2 separate regions of the Muntiacus reevesi genome follow, and region 2 is linked to region 1. Evidence: chromatin contacts called from public Hi-C data. All regions are on one chromosome and are shown on one strand. Each heading gives the region's core, a stretch centred on a gene start, on an enhancer-like site or on the middle of the called end of the contact. The rest is flanking DNA. Distances are from core to core; before and after follow the strand shown. Region 1 holds the start of NFRKB (nuclear factor related to kappaB binding protein). Region 2 holds the start of APLP2 (amyloid beta precursor like protein 2).

The links. A called contact is a pair of places that touch in the nucleus more often than the background predicts.
Region 2: a Hi-C map of muscle shows a contact between it and region 1, with 1.9 times the contacts expected there. The contact joins the promoter of APLP2 here to the promoter of NFRKB in region 1. A contact is called at or near these places in 2 of 3 Hi-C or Micro-C datasets (blood and muscle).

Annotation. Positions count from the first base shown.
Region 1 is chr5:34,857,135-34,860,240 of mMunRee1.1, forward strand. It overlaps NFRKB (nuclear factor related to kappaB binding protein), which reads right to left and starts at 1,583. Exons shown (of 26, transcript XM_065937404.1): 1 at 1,515-1,583. It overlaps PRDM10 (PR/SET domain 10), which reads right to left. Exons shown (of 22, transcript XM_065937408.1): 22 at 2,663-3,106.
Region 2 is chr5:35,004,390-35,007,495 of mMunRee1.1, forward strand. APLP2 (amyloid beta precursor like protein 2) reads left to right here and starts at 1,596. Exons shown (of 17, transcript XM_065937412.1): 1 at 1,596-1,796. The coding sequence starts at 1,692.

The sequences.
Region 1 (3,106 bases), core at 333-2,832:
GTGAGCAGGACTGCAAATCCATGTTCTTAACACTAAAAGTCAGTGGCCAATGCACCTAAGTTGGTCCAGCTGATATGTATAACCATGTAAACATAATGCTATTTTTCTCCTTCCTATAATAAGTGAACACTGTTGGCTACCTTTAGAAACATACATATGAAAATTTTTTCAGAGAGCATCTCATAAGGCTGATGGCTGGAATTAGGTGCAAAGCAGAGGCCATAGTTATTAACAACTGGTCCAAGGGGAGGCTGAACTCAACCACCCTACAAACACTTGCTAAATCCCTTCTCCAACTCTGATTCCTACCAAATGGAAAGGAATAAGAACAGGTTTAATAAACACCAAACTCCTAGTCTCATCTCAGCGACTCTGAGCACATCTTACCTAACCAGCTATCAATTTCTTTACCTATCTAAGATGAAGAGGAGCAGGACCTGGTCCTCTGGTCCTCTCTACAGTTATTTCCAACCATGAAATGCAGTGAATCATTTCCAGATGGATGCATTCATATAGCTTAATGCAGTCATGTAATGACTTCTCATTCTGAAAAACTCTCAAAGGATAAAGAGCAGGTCTGTAATATTACTGTTAAAACAAGCACCTTTCCCCTAATTATTTCAAGTTATCTGGAAGAGATGTCAGATCTACATAATGATATAGTGGAAAGACTCCTGTTCAAAGCAGCTGAGTGGTCCCCAAGGGACTATGTCCCATCACCCTTCAGTACACGATGAAGGACGGAATCTTGAACACCTCTGATGCCTAAATTACTGACACCATTGAGAAAGCACAATGCATTTGCCTTTAATAAAAACTTTTACAAACAAAACAAAAAAGTAGATGCAACCTGATGCTCAGAATAAAGCCCTCTTAACAGAACTGGCACCGAAGAGGGTAACAGCTGCAGGGTTTTACCTGACTCTTAGGAGAACCACCTGTTTCACAAACTGCTCACCAGTTTCTTCAATTACACTGAACGGCAACCTTTGCCCTGCAACTACTCTTTAGGTAATCTCAAAACACAAGAAAGCAGGCAGCTGCCAAAGGGTCGGGACCCCGGAAGCCAAGGGTTTTTTAGGGTTTTTAACTCTTGCGGCGTCCTGCACCACTTGACCAACCAGGAAGGCCTCTCTCCCCAAGGCCCTTCCTCTGCACCTGGGAGAACCTTCCCTCCCAGCCCCTCCCCAACACAGAAGTTAAACCCCAGGCTCCGGCCGCGGCAGCCGCCCGCTTCAAACTGCAAACCCCTCCGCAGCCCCCAGGGCCGGGTCCCGCGCCACCTCCGCGCCCAAGGCCCCTCCCCCACACCGCGCTAACCCTAACCCCCACCCACCCAGGCCGCCCGGCTCCCACCGCGCCCGCTCCCCTGCCTCGAGCCCGAGGGAGCAGCGACCCTCGGAGACCCGGCCGCTCGCTTCCTCCCTCTGCTCCATACACAACACTTTAACGCTTTCGCCGCCCCGGCCCGCCCTCACCAGCGCCGCGGGAGCCGGTCTCCTAACCCGTCTCACCTCTCAGCCCGCGGGCTCCCAGACCGGACGCGCTCGCTCCCGCAAGGCGTCTCGGTGCGTGCACGCTCCGGGGTCGGGCGGCGGAAGGGGCGGGGCTGCGCGGGGCGGGGCCTGGAAGTGCCGGGGGCGTGGCTTTCGGGGCGGGGCCGGAGGTGCCGGGGCGGGGCTCGCGAGGCACACAGCCTGTAGTGCCGAGAGCCCGCAGGGCTGGACTTTGGAGGGCAGGCTGCTGTCTGGCTCGTTAATCTCACCGGACTTAGAAGTGTCCGGAGGGCGAACTCGGTGTGGCCAGTCTTTACCTGGGCGCGAGCTGAGGCTCCAGAGCCCATAAGTGAGTGAATGCAGTTTTATTAGCTAACGTTTGCAGAGCGCCTACCCTGCTCCTGGCACCTGAGCACTTTCCATCCAAGAATCTTTGTACCAGCCACGTGGTGCGCTGTTAGCTCCTATTTTGTGATTTCTCAAGTTTCATCGAGGAGAAGGCTGATCAGAGCCTGTGCCGCTCCAACTAACCCCGGCGTGGCCCCAGTACTCTCTCCCATCCCTGGATCCTCGACGTTCGGAAAGAAAGTACACACATTTAAAATACATTTTAAATCAAACTCGATAGTCTTCTCTCTATTACTATACCTTCTCTCAACTATTCTCGATAGTTAAGAACCTGGGCCCCTTTCTTCTAACTCGCTAGGTTTCATTTTGAACGGCTTCGAACTTCTTATTACACAGGTACTTCCAACCAGTTGTTCAGGGACTGTCCTCTGTTCTCTGCATAGAAATATGTCAGACAAGCTGGCAGGCCAAACTAGTGCTCTTCCCTGCTTGGAAAATAGTGGTTTCCAAACAAAGCCAATCTCTGTTCCCTCGCTGACTGCACGCCTGCCTCTAGTTCCCTTTAGATTGTTGTGAGGCATCTGGAATCACACACCACCAACTAAAAGGACAGGGGAACAACGTTCCATACTGCCAGCCATAAATTCCCAGACTTTGTGTCTCTGACCACACCAGAGTAAACCAAAGAGTCAAAACAATGCAAGTTGTACTATTAAAAAAAAAAAAAAAAGTAACTATCAGAAGCTCTTGTATTTTGTACACATACAAACAAGGAGGATGTTTATTAAAAAAAATATTTATTAATTTTTACACCTGCTGAGTAGCACAAGACTATTAACACTATAACTCACTGAATGTACATAAATGTTCACATTTAAATAACAGGGTAGGGTCATATTTCCAACCTGTGGGTCAGCTTCAGCATCTCACGAAGTGCTTTTTAGCCCTACACGTCCTAAGAGTTTTTTGAAAGGATAATTCCAAATCAGAAAACAATTCAAGAAGACCAAAACAATAGATTTTCCCAGAATAACAGTAAGTTTACATGATGAAATGTCTGTTTATGTGGGCACAAATCAAGCAGTAAAAATGTAAAATCTGTATGTAACCTACTCCAAAATTTCCACACTGCACTGAAGTCTACAGTGCCAGCGTGTCCTAGGAGAGACCACAGTATAAACAGTGGCTACAAAATTTTTTTTCAAATTGGGTCTTAGATGACTTATCATCTGCCACCTCTTCAAATCCAAGTCCTTTTCAAA
Region 2 (3,106 bases), core at 346-2,845, 150 kb after region 1:
ACAAAAATGAGGCCGCGTGTCCAGGATGAGGGGACCAGGACTGTGATCTACCCGTGTCTTGTCAGTGGTAGGAGAGCTTTGGAAAGAACCAGAGGAGTAAGTGGGCTTTCCTGGTAGCTCAGACGATAAAGAACCCGCCTGCCAAGGCAGGAGACACAGGGTCCATCCCGGGTTGTGAAGATCCCCTGGGGTTGGAAATGGCTACCCACTCCAGGCTTCTTGCCTGGAGAATCCCATGGACAGAGAAGCCTGGCGGGCTACAGTCCGTGGGCGGCAGAGAGGCACAAATGAGGGACTAAACAACAAAGGGTAGCAAGTGTCATAGTGGGAACAGGGCTCTGGGGGTTGAGAAGCAGAGGCGAGCAGACGAAAAGGAAGATGTTTACAACAGGTAACGGGAGCGAGGACAGTGCAGGCACCGAGACGGCTCTGTAATGGAAAGGTGCGGGCTGTCTTTGGGAATGGGGCACAGCCTGTTCAAGTCCAGGACCGGGCGCGTCTGCAGTGGGGCTGGAAAGTCCGGCGTTCTCCTGGTTGGACACCGTCTCTTCGCTTTTACCGTCTTTCCTGTGGTTAGAGACCCCGCTCTCTATGTATTTGGAAACGAGCAAGGACGCTGCAGAGGCTGGTCCATAAACCTCACGGCTGCAGACAGGAAACAAAGCCGGCGGTGCCCCAGCACCGCGAGGCCGTGCCCGCTGTGAACCGAGTAGTATGGTGTCTCCCAGCTGGAGTGGAAGCGCAGCGGGGCACGCAGGCAGAGAGAAGCAGGTCTCTTGCTAGCGATCGTCAACCGAACAAGAGAGAAAAACGATCTTTCCCTGAAACACAGGAGGAAGGCCTGGACCTGGGCTCTGAGGTCAACGTGGTCCTCGCACCGCTGGCCTCCGGTGGGAGGGAGCTATCCCGGGATCTAGTGGCCGCCGGCAAGGAGGAGGAAGGCTGAGGCCTAAGGACCAGCGGTCGAGAGCTTGGAAACAGCGGCTCTGGGCGAGCGGCGGGCAGGGACGGGGCGCGCCCTGCGGGGGTTGGGGCGGAGGAACGCAGCCTCTTGCAGCCCTTCCTCTGTCCGGGAGGACGGCCTTCTGTAAACCTGCCTGGACTCGGAACAATTCATCCTGTTTTTCCTTAAAAAAAAAAAAAAAAAAAAATCCTGTTTTTCATAAAATCATTGTCGGAACCCCGAAGAGGGCGGTACCCAAAGGAATCTGGAAAATAGCCCGCAGGGGCGGGCAGCGGGGCGTGTCTGGTGTCGGGCGGCTGCAGAACAGAAGGGCGCAGTGCGGGCAGCTAACCAGGAGGGTGCTGCCCGCCTAAGCGCACCGCGCCCGGGCCCCCCCAACCCCGCGCACACCCCCGCGTCCCGGAGCAGCCGGGGCCCGGCGGGGCGGGGCGTCAGCAGCTGGGGGCGGGACCGGGCGGGGTGCGCGGCTGGAGCGGAGGGCGGGGCGAGCTCTTCCGTCCCCTGATTGGGTCTGGGCTGAACGAGGGGCTGTGTTTTGCGGAGGCTCTGCGGGTCGGCATTGGGCGCCGAAGATGGAGGGTGTGGTTTTGTGAAGTCAGTTCCGGTCGGTGTAAAACCCTAGGGGCGGCGGCGGACAGGCTTCAGATGCTTCTGGGTCACGGTGGGAACGCTCCTGGGTCCGTCTGTGTGAGCTTGAGAGCCGAGCGCTAGAGCGACCCGGCGAGGGATGGCGGCCACCGGGACCGCGGCCACCGCGGCCACGGGCAAACTCCTGGTCGTGCTGCTGCTCGGGCTCACAGCTCCCGCCGCGGCGCTGGCCGGCTACATTGAGGTGGGGACCGGGCGAGCGCCCGAGCCCTTTATCCTGCGCCCGCGGGGGAGCGCGGCCTGCGGGCGAGCGGGCCGCGGGGTCCGGGCCGGGAGGGGGTCGCGGCGCGCTGGGCGGTGGGGGTGGTCCGGCGCTGCGGCGGGTCTGGAGCGCCTCCCCCGCCCGCCCCGGCTTGGCGCAGTGCTTGGCGCTGGAGGTCGGGCTGTCTCCGCCGCCGCAGAGGCCAAATGAAAGGCATCGGGGTTGCGGGGGGCAATGGGCCGCCTCGGCCGCCCCAGCCCCCATCCCGCCCGCGGCGCCGCCACATCCTCTGCGGACCCTGCGAAGCCCAGACGCCCACTCTGCCGTCCCCCGGGACCGCGCGAGCCTCTGCCGTGCGCCCTGCAGCCCGGGACCCGGTGCGGCTGGGCTCGCTCCGGGGGCGGCCGTGCTGACCCGGCCCCCGTGCCGCACCCGGGCTTCCCACCCAGGAGAGGCGGATGCGGCCTTTGTTGGAGAGTGGGCCGGGCCGCGGGGATGCGGGCGCCGGGATAGCGCCTCCCGGGCGGCACGGGAGCGACTCCGCTCCCCGCAGCGGGTGCGCCCTCTGCTTCCTGTGCGCCTCCCGCTCCGGATCCCGGCTCTGGCGTCGGACCTTCGGGAGGGATTGTTAAATACAATCCGGTTGCCTGAGTCTGATGAACCAGGGGAAACCCTTGTCTGCTGTCGGCGTTGTTCCCTTTTGTGGTGGGTTTCAGCGAGCAGGGACAGTACCCGTGAATACGTTGTAAAAACTCTGGTTGAATCGTACTTTTTCGGCGTAAGTAGTTTCCCCGCACCTGGCGACCTCGCGGACACATGCGTCTGTGCCGGGCGGTGGTCCGGTGCTTGCGTGCCCGGAAGGTTCGCTGGGGTCAGGGGGCCCTGCCTTGTGGCCTGGACCTGGCCTCTTGTAGAAACCTTTCTGTCCACGAGGGAGACGTGGGGCTTTATTTTTACTTGCCATCTCGAAATAGTGCTTGAACTGTCGGACTGGAATGTGTGTTTCTGGTGTAGTTTATTTCTCCTCTTCGCTCTTTTGCAAATTACAATGGCTTTCTGCGGAGTTGGCTAATTTCAGAGAGAAGTGAGACTGGATTTGATTACACAGGCATTGACTGAAGAGTTTCTAATAAAAACCCACAGTTAGAACGTGTTCTTCTGCAGAAAGTGGAAATATTTCCACGATTAGAAGCAGTCGACTCTAGAACAAACCTCCAGTGGAACAGCTTAAAACGTCCTATTCATCCTGCTTGAAGCTTTGATTCTTCGGGGCGGGGGACGGGGTGGTGGTG